Regions from separate parts of the Mus musculus genome. Here region 1 is linked to region 2. Evidence: chromatin contacts called from public promoter capture Hi-C data. All regions are on one chromosome and are shown on one strand. The core of a region is the stretch at or near the end of the contact, and the rest is flanking DNA. Distances in the headings are between cores, read along the strand shown. Region 1 holds the start of Myl12b (myosin, light chain 12B, regulatory). Region 2 holds the start of A730049N16Rik (a long non-coding RNA gene).

Region 1 (6,401 bases), core at 3,809-6,308, 1.5 Mb after region 2:
ATGAGCACCCCCGATCCTTTAGGAGTGCTCCATGAGAAACCTGCCCCCTACACCCGCCTCTCCCAGCAACGTTTATGCTACCTGAATGGTTCCTGATGGCACTGAAAGTCCATCCCCCTCTTGCCAATGTGGTTGTCGGGCTCCAAGATGACCCTCAATGGCCGTCACTGTGCAGCCACCCAGAAGTAAGAGTGGGGATGGGACATTGTAAGCAGTGCATTGTGCAATGGTGTCAGTTGACTGTTGCCACAGACATTGCATCCCCGGCTTGCTCTGCTGTGAGTCAATCTGCCGATGCTAGCACCAGATAGCAGAGAGAACGGAGGCCTCCTGCAAAAGCCAGTGGCAACAGGCTACCTGTGTGAGTCAGCCACACTGGACATGATCCCTCTGGAAGAAGACAACCGTGCGAGACTAAACTGCTTGGGGATTCCTGCCTTTTAAAGACTGGAATTTATTAGCCAGGTGTGGTGGCACACACCTCTCTGATCCTTGCACTCTGGAGGCAGAGGCAGGAAGAGCTCTTTAAGTTCAAGGCCAGCCTGGAATGCAGAGTTAACTTCCTGGACAGCCAGGGCTATAAAGACCCTGTCTCCAAACCAAACCACCAACAACGACAAACCCCCGGGTATTGCCTTATAGGTGTTGATAGCAAAGTTAAGAGCCCTTGTTCTGTGAATTCTTTCTGAGTGACAGGAGGAAACATCTTTGTTTCAGGCTTAGCGCCACAGAGTTCAAAGGGACCACAAGTCAGGTGCCTGGGGAATTTTCTATTTCTGGTAAAACAACAAAAAAATAAGTGACCGTAATAGAACTCCACCCCTGTTCGGTAAGCTCTCTCAGAGGAGTACCACCATTCCATCTCACATTCCTTTACCGCTCTGCAGGTTTTTCTTGCTTTCTAATGACTGCTTCCTTCAAAGTTCTACCCTTGGACTTGCTTAATTGCTGGTTGAAAAACCTGTATCTGGTGTGGGTCTCTCCAGGTCGAGGCAAGAGGATTGCCGCAAGTTCGAGGCTAAGTACACAGTTAAGTCCCAGGCCAGCCTGGTTACAGAGTGAGGTTTTGTCTCAAAAAAACAAACAAACAAAAAACAAAACTGAACCAAAAAGCACAAGCCATAAAAATCTAAAAACAAAACTCACTGCTGATCGTTAGTAGATAAGGAGAAAAGGGCGGGACTGGTTCCGTGGGCAAAGGAGTCTTAAAGCAATCAAAGTTTAGTGGCCAGAGACAGCTAGTCAAGAATGTTCACTGATTTTGCAGAGGACCAAGATGGCTGCTCAGGGTAGGTGGGGAAATATCATAACCACCTGTAACTCCACTCCTTGGGATTTCATACCTCTCTCTCACACACACCCCACCCCATACACAGATAATTAAAAAGAAAATCTTTACAGAAAGATTCTCCTTTTAGCCCAGCTACACTACAGTGGCAGCTGAGACACGGGTGTGTGTGTGTGTGTGTGCAGTGAGGGAGTTTTGATGTGTGCGCAGATTCACAGGAGGAGCCATCGAAGGCAGGAAGCACGGACTGGCTCCAGGACCCAAACTAAGGGTTTTTTTAAATTCAATTTTGTCTTTTCCGGTGTCTGTCAGAATCTAGAAGTTTCACACAGGTTCTCCTGTAATCACCGTGGACAAGATGACTCACTGGACTGGGTGCGAGGCCAGTTTGAAAGCAGCAATCAGAAAGGGAATTACGAACATAATCAAATTGAAATGAGTCACAAAACTAACCTCATATGCTTAATGACATATAATTGGTTTTATGTTACGTACATAGTTTTTTGGGTTTTTTTGTTTTTTTTGTTTTTTTACGGTTCCACAATTATCTCTCTTTTAAAGAGCTAAACACAATTTTTATGACTTTCCTTCACATTGGTGAATACATGTGTTTTCACACTCACCACAGAGACTGTCCTCTCTTCTCCCTCACAGGTGTTCTGGTGTCTCTGCCACTTAACTCCCTACCTCAGGTCATCACTTGTGTCACCGTGTACGCCCATGTAACAACCAACTAAGTGCTAACATCATTCTAGAAAGTCCCGGAAGTCAGCTGTGTACCTCAGCCTCCTTGGCAAAGCCTGCTTGAATTTCTTTTCCTTCCTTTTTTTTTGAGACCAAGTCGTACTACAGAGCCCCGGCTGACTTCAAACTCAGGAACCTCCTGCCTCAGCTTCCAAAGTGCTAGGATTACAAGCATTCATTCAACGACCTCTCTTGTCTGAGTTCCTTTTAAGTCAAAGGACGACTGTATGCTGGACATGATCCCTTTAGATGAAGACAACCATGCAAGACTAAACTGCATGGGGATTTCTGGATTTTAAAGACTGGAATTTATTGGCTAGGTGTGGTGGCACACACCTCTGATCCTTGCACTCTGGCTTGCCTGACTTTTTTAAATGTAATTTTTCTTTGAGACTGACCCAAGGGTCTTTCTGCCTCTTTTTTAAAAAAAAAAAAAGTTTTTGAGTGTGTGGGGATCAAGCCCAGGCCCTCAAACACGTTAGTCAGTGCTGTACACCTGGCTCTTTATCCTCTTCTACTAATGAGTATGATTATACTGCCGTATAATTTACAAATACCCTTTAACAGCCTTTTGCCCTTCTACTTGGATGAGAGTCTAGGAAAACTGCTTGCACATGGCAGGTGCCCTGGCAAGCAGCAACATATATATAATTATCCCATCGCAAACAATACTGCATACGCAAATGTTCATGGTAAGGTGCTGGATTTGAGCACCCCTAAAATAAGGCTTTCCCCCCAACCCCCACCCCCCGAATCTACACATGAATCTGCTCACACCCAACCACCTCACAAAGCCCACCAGTTGGTTGGTTACCCCTGGCTCAGTACCTGGGAGGAACATTTATTAACGCAGGAGCAGGCTGCAGGTGGACCAGGCACGGCGGTAAGCATGCCACACATATTAATAATTAATCCCCACAACAGCTTATAACATGAGCGCTGTTGCTATGCCAACCTTCCTAGATAAAAACTAGGAAGGGGCAGAAGCAACACCTAAGGAATCCAGCCTCGGGACATGTCCCTCCAGCCCTGTGCCTTTCGTATCAGCAGCTGCAAGGGCCGACCATGAAAACTTCAGCCACTGGCAAGGCTGCTGTGTTCCTGGAGCTGATGTGAAGTACGATGCCTGCCATGCTGAGGACACAGAACCAACCAAGAGGCGTCTTTAAGGTCTGTCTGGCCTCGCTTTCTCTTCCAAAGTCCAAGGACCTGACCATGGGGAGCACGCCTGTAAAGAATGTAATAGGCTACGGCTACATCCCTCTAATGCCTGGAAACAAGTCCAGAGGTGACACCACACCCAGAGCCCAAAGGGACTGTCCTGGATATCGTGTTTTTCAAGCCACTTTATTCCTCTGAACATCATGTAGTCTTTTTTTGGTTTGTTTGTTTGGTTTTTTCGAGACAGGGTTTCTCTATAGCCCTGGCTGTCCTGGAACTCACTTGTAGACCAAGCTGGCCTCGAACTCAGAAATCCGCCTGCCTCTGCCTCCCAAGTGCTGGGATTAAAGGTGTGCGCCACCACCGCCCGGCGGTAGCAAGCTTTGAGGCTCATTTGTTTACCTGTCCTCCTCCTTTGCACATAGTGAGTTCTGATACCCTTTTCTCCTGTGCTTGTGCCAGGTAAGGGGAACTTCAGAGGGAGGAAGGGAAACCTGCTTCGCCCGCCATGTTAAACTTGTCACAGAAGAATCAAAGACGCTGGTAACCGGGGCAGATGAAAGCCATCCCTACACAACTGTATCATTCAACCTTGGGGGAATGGGGATATCGGTCCCATCCCTGGCTTTCCTAACTTTGGCCAACCATTATCACCCAGGGATCTGTCCTTCATAAGCTGCAGCTCAGTGAACAGGTGCCTTTGTGTGTGTGTGTGTGTGTGTGTGTGTGTGTGTGTGAGAGAGAGAGAGACAGAGAGAGACAGAGAGAGAAACAGAGACAGAGAGACAGAGTGAGGAGCAAGTGGATAGAAAAACCCTGGTGGCATCATATGAATTCCTGAAGTGATGTTCCCAGGCAAATGACATCACCTCACTTAAGGGTTTATTGAAGGAGAAAATGCTGTGATATTTCTCTAACACACAGGACTACAGCCAAGCCATCTCTAGAACAAAAGCTGTCAACCCGATTCCCTAAACATCCTTTGTCGTGTTACTTCCTTGTCGTGGGTGACTCCCCAAATCCTCTTACGTAATTTTTCATTTCTCATCGAGTTTTCAGTACACCTCTAAAGAAAGAGGCCTACCTTGGCTAACTAACTACGTTATTTTATTGTATAGGGTCTCGCCTGGGGTCGTGTGTATCCAAGAGCCCTACCCTAACTACCTTCCTCTTTCCCAGCTAGTACTCAGTTATTGTTCTTCTCCCTTCCGGCTGACCACCCGCGCTTCTTGTGCACATAATACGATGCTCATCTTTTGAGCTTTTTGCTCGGTACCTCCTAGCAGAGATCCACCAGTTCATCTTGGATCCCTGGCTCAATATGTTCTCCATTCTTTCCAGCTTTCTTCGAATTGTCCTCTAACAATGAGCTAAATCTTTGCAAGACCTAAGACCCAGTAAGGATTTATGCAAATCAGCCCATTTTAGCATTTGCTAACCAGGAACTCTAGTACCAGTTCCTGGTTTCCTCTGGCAGGAACCATACACCAGCGGGCTTCTCCTCCCCCAACGCGTCTAGAACAGATGCACGCAGTTGCGCTAACACACAGCTTGGACCTGCAGCCTGCAGCCTGCAGCCGCGGCAGGTGCGGGCAGCCGGGCACCAGGTGTCAGTCATCGGATGTCGCAGGCCCAGTGCACACGGTCCCGGGGCCTCGTTCGGCCAGGGTTCGCCAGCACAGGAACCGCGTAGGGCCTCGAACCGAGCCACCTCCGCTCCACCAGCCGATGGTCCAGCCGCCCGCAGGCTCCAGGCGCGGTTGCGCAGCACTAGGGACAGATGCGGCCCGGGAGATGCCCCGCGGGGTCGAGAGCCACTCACCTGACCTGATGCTGCACACCCGAGAGGATCCGACCGGCGACTGCGACCAGCGGAGGTTGGGGCGGGACAGTGGCGGCGCCGCACTTCCGGCCCGGGGGCGGGGCGGAAGGAGCACCGGCGAGCCCGGCGCGACCAACCGTGGCAGGGGGTTGCTGCAAGCGTTTCGAAGACCCGGAGGACCCAGGCAGCCAGCGGCGGAAACTAGCCTGGCTGCACGACCCGACGAACTCAGCCCCTGTAGCCGCGAGTACATATTCCCCAGCTCACTGGCACGGCATCCTCCTGCCGCAGCCGCGCCGGCTTGCTGGTCTCCCCGGCTCCCAGCGCAAGTCCCGCGCCCCTTCCGCATTCCCGAGCCGAGGGCGGAGCGCCAGCGCTGGAATTTGACCCGGGTGGGCTGGGAGCCGCCCTGGTTTGGGGGTCCCCTGGCGCCTGCAGCGGGCAGCCCGAAGTTGCCTGATTTAGCAGAGGGCAGTTGGCCTGGTTAAACTGAGTTTTAGATAAACAATGCTCAAGAGAAGGAATGTAATCCGGAAGAGGGCGGCGGCTGAGCACTCTCCAGTGGGCTCCAGAAACGTTCTCGCTTATTTGAAATTGCACTCCAGCCAGTGGCCTTTACTTTCTCCCCGCCGGGAGGTCATATTCTAGAAGTCTGATCAGAAATTCCGTGTCAGACGGTGGTGGCGACACCTTTGATTCCAGCACTTAGAAGGCTGGGGCAGCATCTCTGTGAGCTGAAGGCCAGCCTGGTCTACAGAGCTTAGTTCCAGGACAGCCACGCTACACGTAGAAAACCACCTCCCTTCCTACCCCACTTCCAAAAGAAATTCCTCCAAGGCAGGAACACTATGGTCTCCAGCACTGAGTATCCGTGTACTTCACAGCAGTCCAGACAATACAAATACAACTTAGGGGCCAGCAAGATGGCTCAGCAGGTAAAAGTGCCTGTTAGCACGCATGACTGAGTTATTTTCTCAGGGCCCACAGAGAACAACCAATTCCTGTAATTTGTTCCTTGAGCCCCGTATGCAGGTACCAGGGAATGTGCAGCCTCCTCCCCAAACTAGTAGATAAAATGTAAAATAAGATAATAATCCTAATAAATTGAGGGTGGCTTTAAATATGCGCTTGAAAAAATCAGGGTCTGGGATTGCGTAGGTCAGAGGTGGAGAATAGGCGCCAGGTGGTACTGATGCTGTATCTTTGATCCTATTTGTCCTCAAAAATCATTGCTTAAATAATTATGTTTCTTATAAAGTTATGGCACTTTCAGGGTTTGTTACATAAGTCTACCACCACTTCCTAGATCCTCACCCTAGGCAATGTAAAATCAGTTAATGAGCAGGATGTGGTGGGCACAGGCCTTTAACCCTGGCATTCCAACGG
Region 2 (6,944 bases), core at 3,618-6,117:
TTAATTATATTTGGGACAGCAAATTGGGATGCTTGGAGATATTACTTCTTCCTCACCCCACCCCTTCTCCCAGCATCTAGTTCTGAGGCAAAAATCTCAACGCATTTAACTTCAAGTTTTTATTTCTGGCAACATGAAATTCACAGAGACATGGGGGTAAAAACATGAAGCTCGTGGTGCATGGCTCTAACAAACACTTATCAAGTCAGCTTACTTTTCTTCAGCTTCATTTCCCTCCTGAAATACCACCGAAGGGAAAAAGACACGGAACATCTGATCTCGTTCTTCAGTTCCCTTTCTGTTGCCAGCCAACTGTTCTCTTCTTCTAATTAACCCCAACATAGTAAAAGGAGCCAAGATTTTTGTGGGTGGAGGGAAAAAGGTACACATGGTTGGAGAGAGAGAAAAAACAAGGTACGAGAAAAGCCGCATATCCTCGAGTTTCACCAGGGGAGGGAGTCCACGCACAGAGGGAGACTTCTGCATTGTTCAGGTGAAGGGATGGTAACGCGTCTTCTCTCCCCTGGCTTCAAAGAGGAAACAAAGCTTTCCACCGTCGTTATGTGAACCTATGAGAATGCAGGTGTGTGCTCAGTCACGGCCAGACAGGCTTCGAGATGAGATTTAAATTAATAGTGTCTTGGAGGAGTGTTTTCTCAGAGACTGGTGGAACTTGACGATCATGTACGAATGTGTCCAGGGTTCTGGGAGTTTATAACCTCATGGATTATGTTCTCTCTCTCTCTCTCTCTCTCTCTCTCTCTCTCTCTCTCTCTCTCTCTCTCTCTCTCTCTCTCACACACACACACACACACACACACACACACACACACACACAGTGCTTGGCTGACAGGAACAGCATTGTCTGGACATCTCTTTGGTGCATTCGCACATTGAAAAGCTCCTTACCCCAAGTGGAGGGAGCTGAGGACAAGAACCCTGAACCCTGCGTGGGGCTTACAGAGATGCAAAAGGAGGCAGAGATGGAGAGAGTCGGAAGCTGCCCCGCAGAAGATGGGAACTTAATGTAATTATCTCCAAACTACACATTCACCATGGGCCAGAAGGCTGGGAATCAAAGGTTTTCTAACAACCTCAACTCCTGCCTGTGCTCTGCAGTTGTCCTGGCAAGGGCTGGAGCGGGGGTTCAGAACACATCACTCACTCACTAAGCGCCATTTCTTCTCCTACTTGAATACACTGTTGCAAAGTAACAAAAGGGCAGACGGAGCCAAGAGACAGGGAGAAATTAGAGCAGAAAGAGAAAGCTACTTACTGGGAAGGTCATCCACTGAGCAAGGCTTGTCAGTGTCAACCAGGAACATAAGACATTGGGGACAGAAGTGAGCCAGACAGGGCAGGAGTGTCCCCCTTGGGATCAGACACCCTCGAGAAGAGAGAGGGGCCATAATCACTGTTAATTACAAGCACATGAGGGTGTGCCTCTGCTGTATTCTTTTCATAGAGGAAGAAACTAGCTTGATCAGGGTCTCAGAGTCGGTGGACACATGCCAGCCAGTCATACATTATGAGTCGGTTCTCCTGTATGCGACTTTGAGAACCACAGGGAGATCCACATCAGCTGAGTGGGGGCAGGGGCAAGATGGTCTCGAAGGCCCTGAAAGCCACCAGTACCGTATCAGGGTGTTGAGTTTCCATTTCCAATTCGGTGAGATAGTTCCCACCAAGGCACGACTTGCCTGATTCATTTTCAAAAGACCTTCTTGTCGGAGCTAGTGGAAGTTCAAAGACAAGATGGTCACTTAAGTTGGGATAAAGGATTCTGAGGAAATGGGCGTGAGGCTGCCCCAGAAAACTGTCAGTTTCCTGTGGAGAGCAGAGAGCCTCTGGGCTCTTCGTTACCTATGCTATAGTCCTTCCTTACCCCAAGCTTGGGAGCCTCAGACAAGGCTACAAGGAAAGGACTCCAGCTTAGTCAGGACTTAAGCTTGGAGCTCTGGCCTCAAGAAGGTGACTCCAAAGAACACTCTGTGCCTTCATTTCCACAGGTGCTTTGTTTCCACAGAGCTTTAAGAAGGCTTTGGGGGAGAGCCAACATCACCCCTGGCATGCTCTTCCAGAGGACTGCAAGGGAAGGACTCTTGCCAGATTTACACCATGAAAGCAAGTGACATCTTACCCTGACAAGGACACAGCAAAAGCCCACGTACTCAGAGATGCAAACATTCTTAGTAAAACCCTATCAAGTCAAGTTAAAGAACACATAATAGGTGTTCATATGATCACGTGGTTTTATGTCAGGGCTACAAGGGTGTTTCAACATATACAAATTAATAACAATATCTTGCAGTGGCAGAATGAGGGATTAAAAAAACACACCATTACCTCAATAGATTCAGTAAAAAGCATTTTATAAAATTCAACATCTTTCCACAATTAAAGCCCCAAACAAACTAGGAATAAAAGGGTCCCATCCCCAAAGAATTAAGGCTTCACATGTCAAACAACAGCCGGCATTTGATGGAATGGGGAAAATGCTGAAAGCATTTCTTTTAAAACGGAGAACGTGACCATGGCTGTCCATTCACAATGCTCTTATTAACACTAATCAAAGCTTTATTGGGAGCAACCAGACGGAAAGAAATTGGGAATAGAGTTGATTTCATGTTCTTCCAACCGATAAACACAGTTCATAGTGCACCTAAAAAAAAGCAAACAACAACAATAACATAAGAATTTGGGTCTGCAAGATGGTTTGGGGGGGGGGGAGGGGGTCAAGCTGCTCGCTGCCAAGCCTGATGATCCCCAGACCTGAGTTTGATCCCCAGACCAACACACCGGAAGGAGAGGGATGACTCCCACCCGCTGCACTATAATCCACATGCGTTGTAGACATGTGTGGCAGGCATACCCCGACCCCAGATAAATAAGTATGATTTAACATAAAAATTTAAAATCGTGAGAAACCTTAGCCATTTCATTACTCCTAAAGGTGTCTACTTTGTACAAACCTTGCAGAACTAGTCATCGAATTAATGTACCACGATTATTAAGCAGAGACCGGAAATCACAGTTGGTGGAAGTCTGTGATCTCACATCAACCATGCTCCAGACTTCATTATGGTTTTGCAAATTCATCTCCAGGAATTAATTCACATCTGTCTGCTTTTTAAGGTTGCTTCAAATGCCAGCCTCGGATGGCACAAGGCAGGATTGGTAGGGCTGAAGGCAAGCGGCCCATTGTCTAGGGCACAGGATGCCAAGTGTGCTAATTACCTTTCTATTTTTGTGAAGAGACACCATGGCCCAGACAACTTAAAAAGAAAGCATTTAATTTGCAGGCTCACGGTTCCAGAGGGCTAGAGTCCATGATTATCCTGACAGGAAGGATGGCTGTGGATGGCAGCAGGCATGGAGCAGTAGCTGAGAACTTGTGTTCTGATTTACAAGCATGCGATAGAGAAAGAGAACTAGGAATGGTGTGGGCCTTTGAAACCTCAAAGCCCATCTACCCCAAGTGATACACCTCCTCCAACAAGTCCACACCTCCGAATTCTTTCAAGTACTATGTATCCAAGTACTTCCAAGTACTATGTATCCAAGTACTTCCAAGTACTGTGTATCCAAGTACTTCCAAGTACTGTGTATCCAAGTACTTCCAAGTACTGTGTATCTAACTTTCTAATATATAAGCCCAAGGAGGGGGGGGAGTATTTCATTCAAACCAGCACGCCATGTTTGTGTTATGAATTTCCATAGCTGGAATACAGCTTCTCCTGAATATTTTCATGCATGAGTTTTCACTATCTAAATTCATCTAAGCGTGACTGAATCCATATCCTGTTTCATTAGCATATAAGGAGAACACATGAGATATTTTGACATTATAAAAGGATTGTCTCCAAGTGTTCGGAACCTACTTGTTCAAAGAAATGGCATACATCTTCCTCTACTTACCCTTCTGGCTACTTTTCCTTCGGAGACCATGAGTGACCTGTGAGAGCTGATTGGTTAAACTGATCTAGAACCATACTTTGCGATGGCTAGTCATTTCCGGGTCTTTGACTCTTCCCGTAGCAGAAGATGTTGTCTGTATGAGAGGGTGCTTTTAAAGAGTTCGTTTAAAATCTTTCATACTATTTATACTTACACTGATTTCTCCCACTGTCCCGGTGGGTGAGAAGAGCCAGTAACTGGTTAATATTGCCTAGGAGATCAAAATATTTTGTTAAGTATTTAGATCTTCAGCATTGTGCTCAAGTAATTAAAATCTTTGAGCAGGAAGTCTCTGGTTTGCTTCCGAACTCCAAGCAGGACCTGTAAGTCCATTTTTTAAGTAAATGGGCTAGCAAGCACGGTCCTTGGAGCAGTTTAAGTGGGTTTGGTAAATCAGAAACAGGGGTCAGGACTCTCAGCTCAGCCCTGGGCTTGGGGTTGGGGTGGAGTGGGGTCTTCGTGGCTTCGGCAACTCCAGCTGCAGCCGGCAGGGGGCGGCAGAGGCTGCGTGAGCGGAGGTGGGGCGGCGCTGTCTGGCTGCACAGTCCACCCAGGTTTCTATTCCAGTTATGTCCGGTTGCCCCGGAGCGAGGCCACTCCGTGTCTGGCTTTTTTGCCCACCCGAACCTCGCTCCACCGTCCATCCTCCGGGCCGGGTACCATGCTCTTCAGTGTGTGCTTAAGGCTCTGCAGGGACGGTTGCCGGGAGCCATCTGCCTTCAACTGCCCCAATCCTGCAGATTCAGACAAGGGGCAGGAAGTTTTATCTCGCCCAAAGCATTGCAAGCTGAGCTGCTGGACAGATAGAAAGCCACATCCCCGTGGCTCGCCGGGAAAGTAGAAGTTGGAAGGAATGGTGTGAAAGGGAGAAACCCAGATTTCTGCTAAACTCCGTTAGAAGCCTTGTACTCAGGAGTTTTGGGAGCTCTCTGGACTCATAACCCACTTTTGGTTGAGTTTCTCGATCTCCGCATGCTCAGAAAATGCAACATTTAAACACCTCTGGCATAACACTTTCATGAACACTTGCCCTGCTCCAGCTCCTTTCAGTGCAAAATTTGTTCTCTCTCTTAAGTCTTCCCTTCAAACCGCCACCCAAACTCCGTGATTCCTTCTCAGAACATTTCCTCCCTTTATAACAGTTGCTTTTTGTGTCCTTTTCTTCTAAGATTTCATTCGTGTTTGGACAGGGAAGACGGTTCAGTGGATAAAGTACTTGCCCCCTACACTTAAAGACTGGAGTTCCGATACTCAGGACCTACCTAAAAGCCACATATGTGACAGGAGCACCTCCTGGGAGATGGGACCAGAGACGAGAGGATTCCCAGAAGGGGAGTGGGATGGTTTGTCAGGGGGAATGTAGGGGTGGACAAGATACTTCCTCAGTATAGAAGGGAAGGACAGACCCCTCTCTGACCTCCACCCTCACCAGAGTCCACTCAAGTGAGTGCTTGCACAATGCTCTGCCATCAGACACCCAACACATTTAGAAATAACAAAAATAAAGAACTTATTGTTTTTTTTTTAGAGAAATTTTAGGTGCACAACAAAATCAGAAGCACACAGATATCTTATGTGCCCTCTGCCCTTGCACATGTACAAACTCCCATAGTTACAACACTCCAGACAATGGCTCATGAATCGGTACACATAGAAAGGCATTTCCCTCGTATCATGAGCCGCTTTGGGTTTGGGTAAATGAACTATGAGAAATAATACATTCCTATTATTTCTATAGGAGCAGTTTCACTTTCTGAAACATCGTCTGTGCTCCAAGTTTATAATGAACATAGATATAAAATTGACCTAGAAAAGATTATGTGGAGTGTGAGTTGGTCAATAGTCTGTGTGGCTCTGACCCGTTGACCCATCTCCCCTACCTGGGGCATCAAGTCTCTATAGGATTAGGTGTACCCTCTCCCACTGAGGTTGGAAAAGGCAGCCTTCTGCTACATATGTGCTGGGGGCCTCAGACCAGCCTATGCATGCTCTTTGGTTGATGGCTTAGTCTCTGGGAGCTCTCAGGGGTCTGTGTTAGTGAGTCTGTTGTTCTTCCTGTGGGGTTGCCATCCCTTCAGTTCCTTCAGTCCTTCCCCTAACTCTTCCATAGGGGTCATTGACCTCATTCCAATGGTTGGCTGTAAGGATCTGCAGCTGTCTCAATCAGCTGCTGGTAGAGCCTCTCTGAGGACAGCCATAGCAGACTCCTGTCTGTGAGCACAGCATAGCATCAGTAATAGTGTCAGGGTTTGGTGCCTGTCCATGGGACAGATCCCAAGTTGAGCCTGTCACTGGTTGGTTTTTCCTTCAGACTCTGTTCCATTTTGTCCCTGCATTTCTTTTAGTATGATTTTCAAGACATTTGTAAATGCTGTTCTCACTCTGTGTTGATCACTGTTGCTTTATAACTGATATTGGTAGCTGCTAACTCAGGCCTTTGCATTTAATGTGTTTTTTTTTTTTTTCTTTCTTTCTCAAGTTACCCCGGTCTTTTGTGCCTGAAATAATCAAATCAGAATCCTAGATTAAATTGCTATTTCCTTTTCAGGTTTTATTGGCACTGCTCTGTTTGGCTTCTCTAAGGCATTGCAACCTAGTAATAGTGTAGAAATTCAATTATGTGCTAAAATAATTTAACAGCTCTAAAGCTAAAAGCCTTCTGTGGCTCTGTTAGCGAGCCCCATGCCTGACTGGCCTCCTGGGGCCAGAAGAGACTCAATTTGTTTTCCTCTTGACAGGTCCAGATTCCATTTGTCTTTCTAGGGCTCTCCAGATGCACAGATTTCCAGTGTGATGACTCAGGTCTCCTCTGGTTCCTCCAGCTATGCTGCATGGCATAGATTTGACAATCAATGCTCTTTTGTCACCAAACCACTCAAAGTCCCCTCGAGCCTTTCCACAGCCTGAGCACTTTGGGATGCCCCCCCCCCCCCTTAAGTGTGACTCTTGTATCTCCCTCCCTGTCACAGACACCCAGCCATTCAGCA

Evidence for each region. Promoter capture Hi-C pulls out the DNA fragments that hold promoters and counts their contacts.
Region 1: a contact with region 2 is called in a promoter capture Hi-C map of hippocampal neurons, with 15 times the contacts expected there. The contact joins the promoter of Myl12b here to the promoter of A730049N16Rik in region 2. A contact is called at or near these places in 3 of 39 promoter capture datasets (hippocampal neurons, liver and stem cell-derived epiblast-like cells), 1 of 484 Hi-C or Micro-C datasets (cortical neurons) and 2 of 115 datasets of contacts at active chromatin or transcription factors (embryonic forebrain and forebrain).

The regions. Positions count from the first base shown.
Region 1 is chr17:70,985,458-70,991,858 of GRCm38.p6, forward strand. It overlaps Myl12b (myosin, light chain 12B, regulatory), which reads right to left and starts at 5,059. Exons shown (of 4, transcript NM_023402.2): 1 at 5,016-5,059.
Region 2 is chr17:69,471,047-69,477,990 of GRCm38.p6, forward strand. It overlaps A730049N16Rik (a long non-coding RNA gene), which reads right to left and starts at 4,868. Exons shown (of 2, transcript XR_876920.3): 1 at 3,919-4,868; 2 at 2,356-2,662. All of the region lies in intron 1 of Akain1 (A kinase (PRKA) anchor inhibitor 1), which reads left to right.